Linked DNA regions of Cricetulus griseus: region 1 is linked to region 2. A link is a contact called in public Micro-C data. All regions are on one chromosome and are shown on one strand. Each heading gives the region's core, a stretch centred on a gene start, on an enhancer-like site or on the middle of the called end of the contact. The rest is flanking DNA. Distances are from core to core; before and after follow the strand shown.

Region 1 (5,019 bases), core at 1,869-4,368, 210 kb before region 2:
ACCCCAGAATCTACCAGGTGGAGCCATGTTCAGTGTGATGGCTTTGGCACAGGACCACTTTTGAACTTTGCATATGGCTTTGTCTCTGTCTGTTCTACTCTTCCTCTAGTTAATGTCTTCTGAGCAGGAATGGTACAGTATCTCTTCCCTCCTGATCCCTATGCTGGTCTGATGTGCTGGAGTCTAGGAGTGGGCATTGCCTGTATAACATCTATCCCCTTCTTTGTCTAGAAAGTGACCACACCCTATTGTAATTACAAGCAGATACATCTTAGTTTTTGAGAAAGGGTCCCTCACTGAATATGCATCTCACTGATTGGGTTAGACAGTTGTCCAATGAGCTTTAGGGATCTGCCCATGTTTTCTCTTTGGTCTTGGGATACAGATATACACTGCAGCACATGACTTTTCCATGGGGCTGGGATCTGAACTCAGGTCCTTAGGCTTGTGTGCAGCCCTTTATGAAGCAAGCTGTCTGCTCTGCCCTCCAGACTTCATTTTCACCTCTATCTCTTTCAGCCTTAGTAAGAACTATAGCAGCCGTCATTATACTTGAGAAGTAAATTCAATTGCTAATATCAGTCTGCCCATTTCTTCAAGAAAACAAAATTACTTCTCTACAGAATTAAAACATCATTTCCCCTGTGCTTGACGAAGAAGGTAATTTTCTTTTGTGTGTCTTGCCCCTAAAATGAATATTTGGTCTAGACAGAATATTACTGAAGGCTTTTCCATGAGATATGCCCCTTTTTGCTAGAACAAACTTCATTATTTCCACATAATTACATAAATAGCTCACTGTACCTCTCTGCTCACTTCTTAATACAATAAAAAATTCAAAAACAGGTGAAGGAGCCTAACTTCCATTTCCTCTGAAACAGAATGTGGCTAATATACATTTGCACGTACCATCTTCCTCACATTTGTGACTGTCATCCAACTCATCCTAAGGGGAGCAGAATGATGTTCACTGGGTACCTGACACCAGTGGGTCTCAGGCTGTAACACACATCAGAATCTTCTAGAAGTCATCCATAAATGGAGACTAGTGGGCTCAGCTGCAGGGTTTCTGAAGCCTCTTGGGCCTAAAATGGGAGAGACCAGGACTTTGTATTTCTGACTGGGTCCCTGGGTGACACTGGTGCTGCTTGTCTGAGGTGTGAAAACACGCTTCTGCTATATGGGCCACTTTGGTGTCTGTGTGGTTTCTTAATAGTGGTTTGTCATGTAGTACCCATTCTCCCCTCTCCTCCTCCTTTCTTTTTCTTTTGTTACTAAAATCTGAATTAAGACTGCTAATATGATTTATAAATGTTGTCTAAATCTCTGCAACCTGGTTTTGGTGCTACAACTTTATACAACGATCCATCATTTTCTCCAAAAGAAAGAAAGAATGGAAGGAAGGAAGAATAAAAATGAAATACAATAAAAATGGAAAATCTTATCTCTGTAAGTTTTTTAAAAATAGGAAAAAAAAAACAAAGAATTTTTTTTCCTAAGAGGTTTGACCTTCCACAGCAAAGACACTTTTGCCTCCATGGTGATTATTTTGTTGGGAAGCCAAACTGGCAATTAAGCTGGCAGAAGGAGGAAAAGCCATTGTCTAAGAGGCTGATGGTAAAGCTCTTTCTGAGTCCCAAGACAATGAGGGCCCACACATGAGCTCATTTGAAGTTCTAGTTCCTTCTCTCTTCCATTGCTCATTCTGAATTCTCATAGCCACAGAAGCAAGGGGAGGTTTTCAATCCAGTCCCATCATCCCCCACTGAGACCCTTTTTAGCTTTAACTTATGATAACAATCTCAAGGCATTCTTCGAATCTTTGCAGCATCAGCCTCAAGTCCCTTGACAAGTTGTTGATTTTGAACTTTCATTCACTCTGCAGGCTTTCTGGGATCATCATCATCACACTATCACATCAGGGTGTTGGGATGTGGTGGAAATGTAGACTAGAAGGGGCCTTGAGAAGAGGAAGTTTAATCCCGAGAGACATATTTCAATCTTATTGAAAGGCAATGTGAGCTGTTACCTATCATAGTATTAGGTGAGTACAGCAAGGGCTCACACCCTGTTTTAAAGAAAGTAATATCCTTGGTAATGGGTTTTGAAGACTCCAGGCTCTGCCCACTGTGATCATTACAGAGTGCTACATAGTTCACACTTTTTTTTAAGCATCAAAGGCTATCTTGATCATTGCTCTTTATCCCTATAATTAAGAATCGTTCTCAGAAATTGGTAAATGCTTTATTTATTGCCAAAATGCAAGGGTTTTTTGTTTGTTTTTGTTTCAGGAAAATCAAGAAAATCTAGGAAAAACACAAGAAATATCAGAATGTAACATGATACCAAAGTTTATAAATTAAATAATACCAAAAGCTGAGATTGCTATAGATGAAGGAAATTAATTAGAGTGTAAAAAAATATAAAGCCTCTAACCTTGCATCTACTCAAAGACATCTGTCACCAGACAGAAGCACATGAAATGTCATGGAATATTTCCAATTATGTTTCAAGATAGATTCCTACTTTCATACTCAGATAATACACGTAAAAATAGAACTCTGTTCACTTAAATTTCTAGTTTACATAAGAGAAGGAATTCTTCCATAGGATACCATCTATTTCCCCTTTATATAGGACCAGAGTTTGGTCTGAATATTTCCTCAGCATTTTTTGTAGCTAGGGGATATAATAAGTGTGATTGCTATTCTACATCAAAGGCTTCTTAAAATCCTGTGCACCATGTTGCAGGGGTATCCAGTACACAGCTTTACACCCCCTTCGGCTGAATCTTCTCAGTGCAGCTCAGCCTGCCTGCAATCATGAAAAGTCCTCCCAAGGATGGAGCCACTGTAAGAGCCTGGGGCATAAGTAGCTCACAGCACTGAGATCCTTGTCTGGAGGGACTGCCCCTTTCTACTTTCTACAGCCACTGCTGTCCCTCCCCCCCCCCCACACACACATCCCATCTCTGTTACTCAGTCCCTGGGAAAACACTTCATAGACATGAAATTCTCTGTTGGACATTCATGTTACAGCTACTTCATCCTACAATGCTTTCTTGTTTGTGGTGGCTTTGCATCTGAAACCCATCTGGATTCTCTCATGCCCTTTGATACCATTTGCCCTAATGACTCACAGGTCTCCAGGGACAAACTGGTTTTCCCAAGTCTCTTCTGCTATCTCCTAATGATTTCTCTTTTTTGGCCAGTTTCTCATGTCTTTCTTGGTTTCTATTGGTCAGGTCCTGATGAATCCCTCACAGATACTTTAGACTTGGACGGAGTGCAATTTTTGCCATCTCGAGTGAGTTCCCTTTCAGGATCCAGTGTATAGTAATTCAGCATCCAGAAAAACAGAGTGAACAGAGAGGACAGAAAATGAGGTACAGGAAGCACAAATAGGCCCCTGGTACAGCAACACATTTTTTCCAGAATAAGGTAACTCGTAAATAGACATACCTGGTTAAGATCAAGTTGATTTACTAATTTTCAGCTATTCTACCAAAAGGATTTTACCACCTCATTTCCACAGAGATTTTCATTTTATGTTAAAGTTCTACAATTTTATCATCCACTATCATTTCATGCCAAGTACTTTCTAATTTAATTATAAAATGCACCCATAAAAATGTTGGCATTCCATGTGCCAAATACTGAATGTATATACTACATATGTTATTATACTATGCATGTGTATATGATATATATATATATATATATATATATATCATTATAGATGTCTCTTGAAGATGTATTTAGACTACAACAACAATCACAGTCCAATGTCATTGAAAAGTAATCCACTCATAAGACCAGAACCCCAGCCCCCCACTAATGCCAGAATTTGAAATTACTTGGGAAATGAATTTGCAGTATACAAGACCAAATGGAGGATACAGCATTTCTATCTACTGGACAATATGTAAACCTCCAAAATGACATGTATAAATTCTTGTAGAAATAAAATTGAATTGCCAAGCACAGCCCAGAAAGCATTAATGCTACTCTCTGAGTATTGCCCGTGTATTTATGACCCACCACAAGCAAAGCCAAGAAAAAGTATTCATAATTTTTTCCCTTGGTATAAAAGAAGGGATGAGAGAGAAGAAAAGATCTGCTGAATCAGATCGTGTTTGACTAAGGAGGGAGGGAGGAGTTTTCTTCAATTAATAGACAGCTGCAAGACTTGGGTTCATGCCAGCCGGGTCTTCCGTCATGAAGTGTTCTCAGGTGCTGGCATGGTGACAAGAATAGATGTGCCCCAAAGCTGGGGGAAGGAAAGGGACAGTGGGCTATGCTGAGTTTCATGAGTGAATTTCAGCAATCATTTTTAGGACACCCAGTTAATTGTTGAAGTGTACCAGTGGATTCATTTCGGCTCAGATACTTATTTGAAAGAATGGATTCTTAGAAGGGAGAAAGTAAATGACATCGGGAAAGGGCATGTTAATTGTCATTACCAGTGGTAAAATCTATATTCACTTTCAACTTTCATGGGTAAAGCGGACAGGAACAAAGGGGCATTTTAAGGGCTTTAAGGCATTTTTCTGTGAGGAGGGGAGAAAAGAAAAAAAGAAAGAAAACATTGTAAGGACACAAAAGGAGTCTTGGGGAGGCCTAGAAAGATCTAGTGCCAGCTCCTTCATTCAAAAAATATGAGCAAGCTCAGGTGGGGTTCTCTAACTAGGTACCTATACTGGTGACCACAAGCCCGTGTGTCTCCTGGCTGCTGAGCCACATTCCTGTCTGTCTGGATGGAAGGGTGCCCACCCACAAGCCAGACCTTTTCATTATGGGGATTTTCTGAACTTCTAGATCAGGCAAACTACACACACACACACACACACACACACACACACACACACACACACACACACACACACACTTTTCATTTCATGTAACTATATCATCTTTTGGATTTTCTTTCTCTTTCCGTTTGGTAGTTTTATACATGTACATAATAAATTTTTATTTTCACACCTTATTCCCCTTCCTTCATTGCCTTCCTTCTTTTGCT
Region 2 (4,803 bases), core at 1,095-3,594:
AAAGAATTGAGAAGTGGAGTTCCAAAGCTATACTTTGGCTGAGGACTCAGAATCACCCAGTCCAAGCTCAGTAAGGTAACTTCCAACAAAGTGATTCAGTCCCAAAGAGACCCTTCCAAATCCCTCTTCTTATACTGAACATATCAATGGTGGAGGGACCACTAAATTTGTACCTTAGATGGGCTTGAGTCACAACAAGATAGGTTTAGGCATAGCTGATGTGGATTATTGAATTTTAAAATGGTGAATTAAATAACAGGAAGGTTATTTCCTTTCCAAATCCTTTTCAGTTACTCCTATTGCCTTAGGGAGAAAGATCCAACTAGTTTTTCATATGTCTACATTACTTACTAAATGCCACTTTAACTAGAGAACAGACCTCAGGCTCTGAGGTTTTCTTAGTGTCTATGTAAATATGAATCTATCCCGTTTTTATAATGCATTTTTCAACTATATAAATGGATGATAACTGGTTTGCTTCTGGTTTACAGCAATGATGCAAAAGCTTGGTTTTTCAAACATAAGGATGTTTAGGCAAGAATATAAATCTGCGGAAATATTAAATGCAAATATAGATGAATCTTAGACCATGATGGTGAAATGGGACTGATCACAGCATCAGTGGCATTGTCATTGTTATTAGTAAGAAGGTTTATTAAAGTAAGCTGGTATCTATTCAGAAAAGAGCCATAGAAGCCCACCTTGTGCGTCATCAGCCTCTAATTAATTCATATATGTTTTAGTTATTACAACCCATAAATCATAGGCTGTTCTATTTGGCACTCACTCAACAGATGGCCATAAAAAAAAGAAAAAGAGAAACCCTTGAGTAAAATAAGGCAAAGTGAAACAAATACTGGCAACAAAAGAAGGTAAAATGTAAAAATGACAAGCCATGAAACCTATTACCCAGAAAGTAAATGGCTTTAAGTCAACTACATATGCTCACCATTATAAAAATAATATAAAATAAGGTATGCATGCAAATGAAAAGAAATGTACCCAGCTGATAATTATATAAAGAGGAAGCTACTTTGTTCTAATAATTGCTAATTTGATCCCAGGGCTATCTCATGAAGGTAATAGGAAGGAAATTTGTTGGCTTAAAATGAATATATATTGAACAAGGGCAAAATATTTGTGCTAAAATCATATTTCTATGATAAACCTCTTCAAAAATATATTCCATTATTGAATTTTAGTTATCATGAAATATGCTGTAGAAGTGGGCTCAGTAGTTGCCAGTTCAAATGTCTCCAAATTGTCGTCCTAAAAAAAGGAACTATGGAGGCTGCTTTCTCAAATTCCTCCTCAAAATCTTGGCATTTCTTTTATAAGCTTCAGTCCTGGTGTATAATTTAACTGGTATGAATTCTAAGAGATAAGGATTAGTCATCAGAGCTGAACCAGCTAGTCATTAAGTCATTTCCCAGGATTCATAAATATATTTATATAGGGTTACTTTTTTCAGCAATATAACAGGCAAAAATTACTTTCAAAAATGAAGTCAATATTGACATGAATACACATGACTAATTATTCTGATGCGACCATTTGTGGATTTGTTTATATATACTAAAGTCAAACTACACTTACACAGGTATGAATAAACTGCAAATATGCACACACTCTTGGTGACAAAGTCCATATGAATGGTTAATCATTGAGTCTAAAACTTCTTGCCACCAACACTATGTCACCCAGCCTTACAGACTGGAAGAGTATGGACCCCTCTGGATATTCCGTGTAAGAGGTACAGCAATGGCCTGCCTGATCTCCAACTGATCAAACAACAAATGTTTACAGAGCATATACAGCTGGAACTTATTTTTTCACAGTGGATGTAAAAAAATAAAAAACTGATGTATGCTGAAGTTTAACCTTTTTAGGAACCATTCATCTACATAGTCAATACTCACAGCTGTAGCAGAAGTTATAGGGAAAATATAAAGATAAACAACACTAAACTATGTCTGAGAATTTAAGGAAACCCTCAGAAGGTAAAGAAGATAACTATGGTAGGGTCAATACTTGTTCATGAAAACCCAAGGGTCTGTCATCAGCCCAAATGTATTTACTTGTTTTCTTCTCACTAAAGCTTACATTTCACTTACATTAAACCAATTAACAATAATCTTATAAAAACTGCTTTAAAGAGAAACAGTGATACTTGTTTCTGGATTGAGAGGTATTTTCACTTTAAAAACAAATGCAATTTTGTGTCAAGGGATGCTCTGTAACAGGAGGATTTGGCAGGCAGGCTGGTAGATGAATGGAAGGAATTGTTTTGAGGTAGGATGGGCCTTGGTCTTCCTGTCCAGCCACCCAGTCACATGCAGTCAGGCTGTGAGTCAGGCCAGATCTGGTTACCAAGCAGTTTGCTGCTCTGTTGCTTAGTAACTTGAGTCAGTGGACCATCCTTCCCAGCTGGCTTTTCGGGAACCACGGAACCAGTGAACCAAACCTTAATAGATTTCTAACTTGATCTTTCTCCTTAGACCTTAAGCTTTTTGCACCCTTTTCTCTGAATCATTCAGAATAAAATTATTCTGATTGGTTCTGTGTTTAAGCCAGTGGTATTTTAAAACCACCGTGAATCAGAATGCCCTCCCTCTCTCCTGAAGTCTTTCTCCTCTAGCTGCACACATTTTTATCAGAAATAAAGGAGCCAGACTTTCCTACAAACCACGTGTATAACAAATAAAGTCAAATACCTTTATATTAACTCATACCATTTTTAAAAATATCCTTATTTTTGTAATAGTATCATTATACATGTATGGGAAGGAAATGAATGGGAACTTAATTAGACAGTCCAAAGAGTGGTGATACTAAAAAATGTAACAAATGATGAAGAGGCAGGAAGACATGGGTTCAGACTGTTAGCCGCTGATTTCATTGCTGGATAGCTGAACGATTGTGGCTTTGTGAGATTTTTCTATGCCCCCGTGTTTAATGTGTAAGTGGTTACACATGTCACAGCACGCATGTGGAGACCAGAGTTCAACACTCTGGAGTTGGCATCTCTGCCTTGATGTGGATTTCTGGGATGAAACTCAGGATGCCAGGCTTGCCCACTCCCTGCCCTTGGGACTTGCTTTTAATTCTTTAAAAGTAGAAAGTCTGTTATCAGTATGTAGATGTAGGAAGGCTTTTTAACTTGTCAATAATCAAATATCTTTGTAGCCATATGACTTTTGATTTAGACATCCTATAACTCAAAAGGTGGAATGACTAAGGTTAAATATCAACTGGCCCACAAGCCTTGACCTCCACTACATTAAGTCAGCCACAGCTTTCAAAACATGTCTTCCTTTCAAAGAGAAAACTATTTGTAAAAATCATAGTTTTGTTTTCCTGATGGTTAGCTTCTTCCTGAAGCAGCTACCATAAGAAAAGAAAAGTAGCTTCTTTTCTAAGTGGGGGGAAAGTGTTACAAAGTGTTGACATTCATCTTGTTACCTAAAGTCACAGAAGCTTTTTAATTATAAAGCATGAACTAAAAAAAAATAAAATAAACCTACAATTTAATTATTAAAATGACCTTTGAGGTTCAACTTCAAAAAATTCTTCTCATTCATTCAACTGTGTTTTCAAGACCATACTTTTGTCTGAAAGCACATTCACCATTAGTAGCAACAGCTTCCACCAGTGGTTCTTATTGTCACTAAGATAAATGTCAATCGTCACAGGAAGTACATAGGAGTAATAAGAGCTGGGTACATCAGTTCTTACTTTCTTCCTCAGTAAATAAATGTCACATTTTGATTTTTGTAATATAGCAAATATTATGGGTCACTTAACATGTTCTATAAGAGACATGTCCTTCTGAAGTCTTCTGGTTTTAATGAAAGCAAATAACAACTTTCATGTTCACTTCAAAAGCTAAAGACACTTTCAAGCTGCCCACTAAGAAAACACCATGGCCATAGCTGACATCTGGGATCTCTGCTCCTTCAAACGTGTCTACAGTGCTTAATATACTCCCTCAGTGATTCTCCCTAGACACTCTCTGGTATCATCTCTCTTCACCTGAAGTCCTCACTATCTGCAAGGGGAGCAACAGTAATGCTTGTCTTTTGATTTCTCCACCAGAGAAAGGAGGGGGAGGAAGGAGGAGAGGGGAGGGGAAGGGAGGGGAGGAAAGGAGATAACAAGAGCCTGAAAGCTAAATGCAAGAGGTAGCATAAGAACAAGTCCAGAGTCCTCAAATGCAGTCACTAAGTAACAACTTTCAAAACCCTGCTTAGGTGTATTTAGTGCCCACACTCTAAAAGCATGGGTATTTTCTTTATAGGTGAAAATTTCTTCCCTCTTCTGTGACTTCAATAAAATTCATAGTATATATCTCACTCTCAAAGCAAGTTCAGGGGCTGGAGCACTGACCCACTGGCTACTCTTCCAGATAACCTGGTTTAAATTCCCAGCACCCATATGGCAACTCAAAACTGTCTGTAACTCAAATTCTTGGGACTCAGCACCTCCATTCAGACAACCATGCAGGCAAAACACCAATGTCCATAAAATAAAAAATAATCTTTAGAAAAAAAGAAAATCAGTTGCTGAAGAAGGGATGACTATGGAGTAAGCTGTCAATTTTTAATCGGGAGTAATTCTATACCTAATGAAGCAAATGTATAAATAAATAAATATGCCTATATCATCTAACTCCTTACAAAGCCTTTGAAAGAGGAATGCTGACAATTCAAATTTTAATCCTAAAGAAAATGTTTTCTTGTTTAAAGATTCTGTAAGTACTTCAACCATCCAACATGGTGTAGTTAAAAGCACATCTTGCATACA

Evidence for each region. A called contact is a pair of places that touch in the nucleus more often than the background predicts.
Region 1: a Micro-C map of the CHO-K1 cell line shows a contact between it and region 2, with 2.5 times the contacts expected there. The contact joins two enhancer-like sites. A contact is called at or near these places in 2 of 8 Hi-C or Micro-C datasets (both in the CHO-K1 cell line).

The regions. Positions count from the first base shown.
Region 1 is chr2:327,471,145-327,476,163 of CriGri-PICRH-1.0, reverse strand. All of the region lies in intron 4 of Pde4d (cAMP-specific 3',5'-cyclic phosphodiesterase 4D), which reads right to left. Among named protein-coding and RNA genes, the nearest start is that of Mir582, 160 kb to the right of the region's middle. Within about 2 kb of position 3,118, at least 2 of the 6 cell types and tissues checked have open chromatin away from gene starts, as enhancers often do. A contact at or near this core is called in the CHO-K1 cell line, where this site is marked.
Region 2 is chr2:327,263,007-327,267,809 of CriGri-PICRH-1.0, reverse strand. All of the region lies in intron 4 of Pde4d (cAMP-specific 3',5'-cyclic phosphodiesterase 4D), which reads right to left. Among named protein-coding and RNA genes, the nearest start is that of Mir582, 53 kb to the left of the region's middle. Within about 2 kb of position 2,344, at least 4 of the 6 cell types and tissues checked have open chromatin away from gene starts, as enhancers often do. A contact at or near this core is called in the CHO-K1 cell line, where this site is marked.